2 separate regions of the Mus musculus genome follow, and region 2 is linked to region 1. Evidence: chromatin contacts called from public promoter capture Hi-C data. All regions are on one chromosome and are shown on one strand. The core of a region is the stretch at or near the end of the contact, and the rest is flanking DNA. Distances in the headings are between cores, read along the strand shown.

The links. Capture Hi-C pulls out chosen DNA fragments and counts their contacts.
Region 2: a contact with region 1 is called in a promoter capture Hi-C map of pancreatic islet. The contact joins two enhancer-like sites. A contact is called at or near these places in 24 of 39 promoter capture datasets (the 3T3-L1 cell line, the C10 cell line, the HPC-7 cell line and 15 more), 1 of 15 datasets of contacts at CTCF or cohesin (the G1E-ER4 cell line), 114 of 484 Hi-C or Micro-C datasets (the 3T3-L1 cell line, 3T3-L1-derived adipocytes, the AML12 cell line and 70 more), 8 of 115 datasets of contacts at active chromatin or transcription factors (bone marrow-derived dendritic cells, cardiomyocytes, embryonic basal ganglia and 3 more) and 4 of 9 other capture datasets (adipose tissue, embryonic stem cells, liver and 1 more).

Annotation. Positions count from the first base shown.
Region 1 is chr4:120,605,161-120,609,977 of GRCm38.p6, forward strand. It overlaps Gm8439 (predicted gene 8439), which reads left to right. Exons shown (of 3, transcript NM_001101603.1): 3 at 4,325-4,513. The coding sequence ends at 4,444. Among named protein-coding and RNA genes, the nearest start is that of Gm8439, 19 kb to the left of the region's middle. Within about 2 kb of position 1,946, at least 10 of the 459 cell types and tissues checked have an H3K27ac peak or open chromatin away from gene starts, as enhancers often do. A contact at or near this core is called in pancreatic islet, where this site is marked.
Region 2 is chr4:120,763,589-120,768,095 of GRCm38.p6, forward strand. It overlaps Nfyc (nuclear transcription factor-Y gamma), which reads right to left. Exons shown (of 10, transcript NM_008692.4): 7 at 1,626-1,784. Among named protein-coding and RNA genes, the nearest start is that of Mir30c-1, 3.8 kb to the right of the region's middle. Within about 2 kb of position 2,348, at least 5 of the 459 cell types and tissues checked have an H3K27ac peak or open chromatin away from gene starts, as enhancers often do. A contact at or near this core is called in pancreatic islet, where this site is marked.

The sequences.
Region 1 (4,817 bases), core at 696-3,195:
CACCCTTCAGGGATAATCTTGGTTGTCAACTCGATTGAATCTGGAATCAACTAAAACACAGTCTGCTGGACACTCCTGGGAGGTGTCTCTTGGTCAGATTATTTGAAGCAGGAAGGGCCATACTAACTGTAGGAGGCAGTATCTGGTGGCAGCCTAGGTGAAAGGGTATGCAAGGAAGAAACGTTGCTTTTTTCCTGCTTGCTTTCGCTTTTGCCTGCAAGTCCACCCATCCTGCTGCTGTATAGTCTAGTTTCACTGCATCCGGTAAGCCCACCTAATAAATTCCTTTTTAGTAACATCCATCCTATCATCTCTGCTCCTTCAGAGACTGACTAATACAAGTGCTCTACAATGCCCATATGGTTTCCCCTACACCAAAGCGGGGAGACCGGAGACTCATAAAAGCTGATGGCTCCTCTCCTCCTTGCAAGTGGCAGCCAATTATTAGATCTGGCTAAAGAGCCCAGGGAGCTCTTGGTGCTGTCCCCTGAGAGCTTCCAGAGAGAACAAGAGGCCATCAGTGAGCAGTATGGGCTCCTCCCAACAACATATCCCCAGGAGACTAAAACTAGAGCCACCATGGTGGGGGAGGAGGGTGGGCTTCGGACTACCTGTACCTTTCTGTCCCACTCTGTCCCCTTTGTGTGAATGGACACTCATTCAGAGTTCCAGTCATCTCTGTCACCTTCTGCTGGGTAAACTGAGCAAGCAGGTCACCTCCCGGGTCTGAGTCTCAGTATCACATGTATCAAGATGGCAGCTCTTGTTCCTCCTGCTCCATCTGGCTGAGATGTGGCTCTGCTTGGAGAATCCCTGACTAGCACACACAAGGCCCTGGGTTCAATCCCCAGCACTACATAAATTCAGGTGGGATGGCACATATCTGTAATCTCAGCCCTGGAGAGGTAAACACAGGAGGATTATTGCACGTTTAAGACATGCCTGAGCTACATAGTGAGTTCTAAGCCAGCCTGGGCTACAGCGTGAGACCCTGTCTCAAAACCAAAAATGGCAAAAGAAACCATGAATAAAGAGGAGAGTACTGTTGTGTGGGGTCATGATGAGGACCAGCATTGACTGAATATAAAATATCCCCCAGAAACCTTTCTGAGAGTCACATACAAAGCTGTGTAAGTCACCAGAGCTGGGATGTGTACCCAGGGCCCACACACTCAGCTGCTCCTTCATCTTCTACAGCAAGTACCACATAAACTCTGTGTGGGAGACCATGAGAGCCAGAGTTCCCAATAAGCAGTTTCCCGGGGCTCCTGCCGAGGCCTGGCCTGGAGAGTTCCAACAAACTCATGCATCCATCACCTCTCACTCCCCTTACACTTTCCAAATGTGTGTATGGAAGGCTGGGGAGAGGCTCAGTTGGAAAATGCTTGCTACACAAGCATGAGGACCCGAGTTCAATTCCAGACACCATGCTGTAGAGTACAAGCCTGGGTATAGTGGTGTTCCCTTGTAATCCCACCACTAGGGAGGTGGAGGCAGATCCTGAAGTGTGCTGGGTGTCCAGCTCTGCATACATAACAAGCTCCAGGCCAACAAGGGGCCTTGTTCATAAAAGCAGGGGGTGGGGTGACACCCAAGGTTGACCTTTTGTGCGGCCAGGGTAGCAGGCTTGGAGCAAGAGTGGGGTTGAGGTATGTCCAAATCCCTGGAAATCTCCTGAAACTGACAGGAGTAAGACTCCTCCCTCCCTGCCTCCCTGCCTCCCTGCCTCCCTGCCTCCCTGCCTCCCTGCCTCCCTGCCTCCCTGCCTCCCTGCCTCCCTCCCTCCCTCCCTCCCTCCCTCCCTCCCTCCCTCCCTCCCTCCCTCCCTCCCTCCCTCTCTGCCCTGGACCTGCTTGTACCAGCTCACCCATGCCCTTACCTTTACCCCTCGAGAGGAGGTTACAGTGCTGCTGGCCAGGTAAACTTCCTTTCCCCAGCAGCACACAGAGTTCTTATGCAAATGAGACATCCCCAGCACCCAGGCCTGGACCAATGGTGTACACTTACCCCATAGCCTCTACCCACTCCTCAAAGGCTTTAATCGCCTTTGTTCCTCACAATTAAATGAGCTGCTCAATGAAGCCTGCCTCCTGAGAAGTCTGTTTCTCTCCATGCTTGTCTGAGGTCATGCCGATAAGGGAGGGGAAGCAGCATGGGGACAACAACCTCTGACCTCCATGCTTACACACACACACACACACACACACACACACACACACACACACCCCTACCTGCATACATACAAACACACACAGTGTCTATTTAAGTGACACGGAGCTAGGATTGCACAGCAAGGGGAGGCTTGGGGTGCAGGGGCAGCTCTCGGTCAGGGGTGTCCTTCTGCCAGCTACCTGAAGGAAGTGCCCTGGCAGAATCAGCAGTTATGAAGGCTTGAAGAACAAAGTAGGATCCGAAGGATTCCCAGTGTGGAGCCAGCGTGCAGTCGTCACACGGAGACTCCCTGAGCAATGGGTGCAGTGGCAAGCAGGGAGGGTTTCCAGAGAAATGTGAGCTGGCATGCATTAGACTCCATTTCCAGGGAAGTTTTATGTTTGTGGAAAAATTTGATGTGAAATACAGAGTTGCCTTTCACACCAAACCATCCACTTTCTCTTACAAATGTACTCTCATATTTGTTTGTCTGTCTATCATCTATCTATTATTTGTCTACCTATCTATCTACCTTTCTATCACCTATCATTATCTTTGACTTTTACACACACATAGGCACACAGACACACCAGATACACCAGACACACACACACACACACACACACACACACACACACACACATCCTATTTCAGTGCCTTGCACTGGTGTGGCACATTACTCCCAGCAGGATCTAATTGACTGCAGCCCATAGTTTGTGCCGTACATGGGTTCTGCGCCTGTAGGACATGGGTCTCCCAAGCCACACTTCGAGACAGGAAGTTTCACTGCGCTCCAGACTTCCTGTGTTCTATCATTTCTCCTTGAGCTCCATGGCAACTGCTGACCCTTTAACTGGCACCATCATTTTTTGCTTTTTCTGGAATAACCAATAGTTGGGATCAAAGAGGGATTGTGATGGTCTGAAGAAAAAGCAACACCTAGCCCGTAGACTCAGGCATTAGAGAGCTTCATCCGAGGCTGGTGCACTACTTGCAGAAGTTTAGGAGGTGCAGCCTTGCTGGAGGAAGTATATCACCGAGGATGAGGGTTTACAGCTGTGTCTCACGTCCAGTTTGTGTGCTTGCTCTCTGTTTCATGTCTGAAGCAAAAGATGTGATCTTCCAGCTTCCCCCTCTAGCCTCCATGTCAGTGCCTCTCTTGCTGCTACACTTCCCTACCATGGTGGACTCTTAGCCATCACACACTGTAAGCTAAAATAAACTCTCTTCTCTAAGTTGCTCTGGTCGTGGTGTTTGGCCCCAGCAACAGGACAGTGACTGATGCGGGTCCCTTTTCAGATTGCCTTTGGTCACTTGTTATGAATTTTTTTTTTATAACTATCAGTCATGCTATCTGTTCCGTAGATAACAAGAGGAAGAAGGCAGAGATAATGGCTGGGAAGCTGGTGAGGAGGCAGCCTCCAGGAGCTCAGTATGCAGGGACAGACTAGTGGGAGAAAATGCAAACACAGACATCCCATTTCTGGGAACCTCTGAGAGCTGCCAGTGTCAGATTACAGGGAAATCATGATAGAATTGGGGGTCAGTGTGACATGAGGGTGAGCCAGGCCTGGAGAGAGCAGCATATTAAAGTTCCCCTAAGTAAGGTCTCCCTAAGGTTTGCTTTGTTTGGAGTATGCTTTCGTTTGTTTTTTCAGAACAGAGACTCCCTATGTGACCCTGGCTGGCCTGGAACTCACTATGTAGATCAGGTTGGCTTTGAACTCACAGAGCTCTGCTTTCCTTTGCCTTCCAAGTGCTGAGATGAAAGGTGTGCACCTGGTGGTGGTGGTGGTGGTGGTTAGTGGTGTTCTTGTGTGTGTGTTGTTTGTGTGAGACAGAGTCTTTTTTTTTTCTTTCTTTCTGTTTTTTTGAGACAGGGTTTCTCTGTGTAGCCCTGGCTGTCCGGAACTCACTCTGTAGACCAGGCTGGCCTCAAACTCAGAAATCCACCTGCTTCTGCCTCCCAAGTGCTGGGATTAAAGATGTGTTGCCACCACTGCCCGGCGAGGCAGTCTTATATAACCCAAGCTATCTAGGAACTCAATGGCCAAAGATAACTTTCATCTCCTGATTCTCCAGCCTCTACCTCTCAAGTGTTGAGATTATAGATGTTCACCGCTACATCTGGCTGTGGTTTTTAATTCACTTAAATCTTCTCATTGAATTGAAGATACCAGTCCAGAGAGGTTGCCGTTGTGCCCAGGACCACACAGCCAAGCTTCTTGTTGGATGGCAGGCCTTCAAGCCCTTCCCCCAGGAGCCTCATCAGCCTCTAGCTCCCTTCCTCTAATGCCTTGTTAAGTATTTTCTCCTCTTGGTGGTCATTTTTGTTGTACAATCAATAAACCACTCACAGAAATAAAAGATTTCCAGATCTATACACTGCTGACTCCCTGCCTGGAAACCCTGCCTTGTCCTCCTTCAAACCCTCCTGACTTCTCAGCTCATCACACTGGGAAAATCAAAGCTATGGCCCTTGTTAACGTACCTCGACCCCTGAATTAGCTCAGTTTATTTTGGTCTCTCTAGCTACCTCAAGCCAAAAATAGATGGTGGGGAGTGGAATGCTAGCTATGGATTCCTTAGAGCACAACAGGTAGACAGAAGGTGGGGAATCGGATTGACAGTCAGTATGGCCAGTCAGAACATGGCTCTAAAAGCTG
Region 2 (4,507 bases), core at 1,098-3,597, 160 kb after region 1:
TGCCTGAATTCCTTTCCAAATCTGTACTGCAATTTCCTGTTGCTATCAAGTCATTTCTGTGGATGAAAGTGGTTTGGGAATCTGGAAGGCCAGGCAAGAATCCTAGGGTGAAAAACTAAAGTCTTATCCCAAGTTTAGGTAAGGCTCCTAACAATCACAGAGATGACACCTGTAGCAGCTCCTAGGGTTGCCAAGTGGCTCTACTCTGAAACAGGTGAGCAGCTTTGCTCTTAGGCTTGAGAGACCTAGAGTTGCCCAGTGCCTCAGTCCTTCAAGACATAGTGGGTCTACTGTTCCTCATGGGTCTGTTGCCCAAGTTCCTCAACAAACAAGCCTCTTCTCTAGCTTTTATGAGGGAATTAAAGGGTCTGTGTTCTAGGTCACCACTATTATAGACAATGCTGAGCAGCCTCAAGAGTCTGGAAATGCCAGCTTTTGAGAAGATGTCCTGAGAGCAGTGAAGATGAAGTGCTGAATTTTGTAACACATTTTCTGACCAATACTTTGTTTCTCAGAGGGATAAAATTACTACTCCAAGATGGGGGAGCTCAGGCTTAAATGATCTTACTTTGGTTCATACAAACCACATAAGTCAGACTATGGTGGCACACGCCTTTATTTCCAGCTATCAGAAAGCAGAGACAGGTGGATCTTTGAGGCCAGCTTGGTCTACAGAGAGTTCCAGGATAGCCAGAGCTATACAGAGAAACTCTGTCTTTGAAAACAAACAAACAACAACACATACAAAAAGAGAACCATTTAAAAGGAATGTCTTAGAATTGGTGGCTAAAATAGTGACAAAATGTAAAACCCAAATACCTGGAACTACTCGTATGTTTTGTATGAGACAAAGGGTGTTCTTTGGGCTTTGTTCCAGAAAAGTGGCAAAGCAAGTTCAAGTGGATTCCTATCAGCCTACATTTCATGAAGGACTGCTCTACTCCTCATTTTGATCACTTGTTGCTTCTTGCATGCCTAGAGTTGCTGTTGTGATAACTAAAAGAACAGGGGCTTTTTAAGTAAAGGAATGAGTAAGTTAAATGGAAGCCAAAAATATACTTTGCTCCTCTGGGAACCAACTAAAGAATATGTAACAAGTGTTATTTATGGCCATCCTTACATACCCCTCTTATTCTCTTCTAATCAAAAGATAGGTCTGGGGGTGATGAAATGTCACCTGTTGCCAAGCCTGATGACCTGAGTTCAGTCTCCAGGACCCATGTGGTAGAAAAAGTTGTGGTACTCAAATTCCCTGACAAAATATATACTGAAGCTTTTAGCTGACATTAAACCACTTGTATAGATGAAAGTGCCTTGGAAAATCTCATTACATAATGTTGTACTGATTTCTATACACATACAAAAAAGCAAACCTACTCATGCACAAACAAATAAATGCAGTAGCAGAGGTGGTGGTGGTGGTAATAGGCAAGAGCTACAGCTAGCACCGTTTCTCTGAGTAGGTGCAGGAGGGGAACAGAGGGGAGCTCCAGCACAAGTAAGGCAGAACCTGGACTGAAGCAGAGTAGAAAGGAAACAGCGAATAAAGCTGGGTGTGTAATGGGAATACTGACACCATGAACTGAAGAAACCCATCCGGCTGGGGACAGTGAAGACAGGCTTACCGGGATCTGCTGGATCTCTCCTGTGTTGGTAATGATCTGCTGCATCACCTGCATGGTCTGTCCAGTGCCACTCTGGGTCTGCTGGGCCTGACCCTGAGGTTGGGCCTGTACAATCTGCACCTGCTGACCTTCTCCAACCTGCATGGTCACGGGTGTGGTCTAGAAGGAAGAGCCAAGAGAAAGCTGTTTGAGCTCTGGCTGGGAGCCTGCAGTAGTAAACTGGAAGCTCACACACTCCATTACTGCCTAAATTTGTCACCCTCTTAACATGCAGCCCAATGGTTGTACAACACAGCTAGAGTTAAGTCTGAAAAAGAAACAAGAAAGCCAAACCAAGTTTTAGGTTCACAGTGCAGAATATCTAAGCTTAAATGTTGCAACTCCATAGTCCTTCTGTGATGGCAGAGTGCATATAAAATAGGGAAGAAAAAAAAAAAATCAAAGCAATCATGACAACTGACAGAAACAGACCCATGTCAAATTAGGGGAAGGCGAATCTAGAGGACACCAGGAAACATGAAGTGGAGCCTATGTGAATGCACTATATTTAGGGTCCTAGACTGTATTGTAGGCATGAAAAACAATGAAAGGCAAACAAAGCACAAAGGCTCATCTCTCAGGCTAGGCCTAGCGCATGTGGGCTCTCATCCACTCAAGCAGCAGAGTGAACCTGGCCCAGCTTAGCCAGACAGTTGCTACAGATTATAGCAGAGCTCCCCACAGGGGTGAAAACATCAGATGCTGACAACTCAACAAAGCCTACCCTCATTCAGCAGCACCCAGCAACGCAATAGCTTGAATAGTCAAGAATGAAGAGTCCAGATTTAAGACATTTGTGCCTTATGTTCATGACTTGTACTTAGCAGCTTTATCACTATGAAGCAGACTCTAAATCCCAAGACCTTAGCCCCTAATGTAGCTTTGTTTAAAAGGTTTTTAGAGACAGGGTTTCCTGTGTAGCTTTCGATATCCTGGAACTCACTTTGTAGACCAGGCTGATCTCAAACTCATAACAGATCTACCTGCCTCTGCCTCCCAAGCTCTGGGATGAAAGGTATTCGCCAACACTGCCCAGCTTCTTAGATGTGACTTTTACAGAGAAATGAACGCAGTGTATCTGACCTGTCTAAAAATGGGAATGATGGGAGATTGGTGGAGTACCTGTACCTGTAGTCTCATCCCACATCAGACATGATCTTCCCTGCTCTGAGCTAACAACCCTGACAACCAGATGATAGGGAGAGTCTCAAAGTATCATAGACTTCAAATGATGTTGCTGTTCTAATGTTAATTCTTGATTGCACAGGTGCCCCAGATGTAGTAACTTGGTAACTAAAACTAGGGTGGGGGAAGGGTGTGTGTGTGTGTGTGTGTGTGTGTGTGTCATAGAAACTAGAGAAGAGATTTAAGAGATTACTCAGTAGGAAAGAATGACTGGAAGAGGAGAGACAGCATTCTCAGTATAAGTCTCCTTGGTAGGTTGGACAACAGCAAATAAATAATCTCTTCCACCTGTGTAGCATGATGCTACATCTATTCCTGACCTCCAGAAGGGAGTTCCCAACAAAAAACAAAAAACACAGAATTCACTTCAGCACACTTCCTTCCAACTTTATTATAATGTATATCCTACCTTAGGAAAGATACCTGCACTTAAAATGAAACAACCTTCACTACTCACTCACTATGGGTCTAGGGAGGTGTGACCTAGCCCCTGGCTACCCTAAACCTAAAGCAGGACAGCAATACAACTTCATCAACCTCACAAGCTTTCTCAGCTCCAAGCCCAGCAGGTCTCAGCTGGCAAGGAAGACAGATGAAATCTTTGCTGACCAAAACCAAGCATGCTGCCAACCCATCACTGTACTCCACCAACCCAATTTTTGAGAGTATTTCCAAGGTATTCTAAATTGTTTCAAGAAAATGAGGACTTGTATTAGCATGGAAGCTGCTAAATCACCCATAGTGTGCCCTGCTGTAAGCCCAACAGCCATGGACTTCTTGGGTCAATCAGTCAATCAGGGCCAGTCCTTGGCAGCCTCTCTTTAAGTTCACTCAGTAAAGGGACAAAGCCTTTGGCAGGTAAAGATTTCTCACTGCAGAGGCACAGGGCATTAGGGTGCAGTGAATCCTGAGACAAGGACTGGGCCATAATCAGTTTTGAACCTTGTTTGCCTAGTAGTGTCCGACAGAGAGAGTACTCAATATACTTCTATTTTATGAGTAAATGAACAAGAAATAAATCCTAAAGTCAAAAAAAAAAATTAAATCCATCCCACCCCAAACAAACTTAGTTCTTCACTAGAAATATACAAGACTCTCTAGGATATGTTTCCTAGACTTGCCTAGATAGCTCTCATACTAATTAAATTCACATCATTTCCTTTGCCGTTTCTCACTTTTCTGTCTGCTTGCTCTACTTGCTTGTTTTGAAACAGAATTTCATACAGCTGAGTCTTGTCTCAAACTCTTGATTCTCCCCCCATCCCCCTTCCAGTGTGCTGGAATTATACACGTATGCCACCATGCCCAGCTATTTCTCATTTCTAAGCGGCTGGCTGTGCTGGAGCTTTTGAGTAGCAACACCATGCTTTCCCAAAGTATTAACACTTCCAGTGATCCCTCTAAAAGTTACATTATTCTTTTCAGGAGCCTCTAACCACCTTTTCTCCCACCAATTTCTCATATCTTTGTCAGATACTCTTTTGATAACACTCTGTATATAATTCTAAGGCTGACTTAGTTTTACTCATCCCACGTGATGATATAACCTTTAAAAATATTTGTATTCCCAACTAAGACTACTGTGAATTCCTTGAAAATCAGGATTTTTTTATCCATGCTTATGTCCCCAATACCTAGCATAAGACTTTACTCACAGA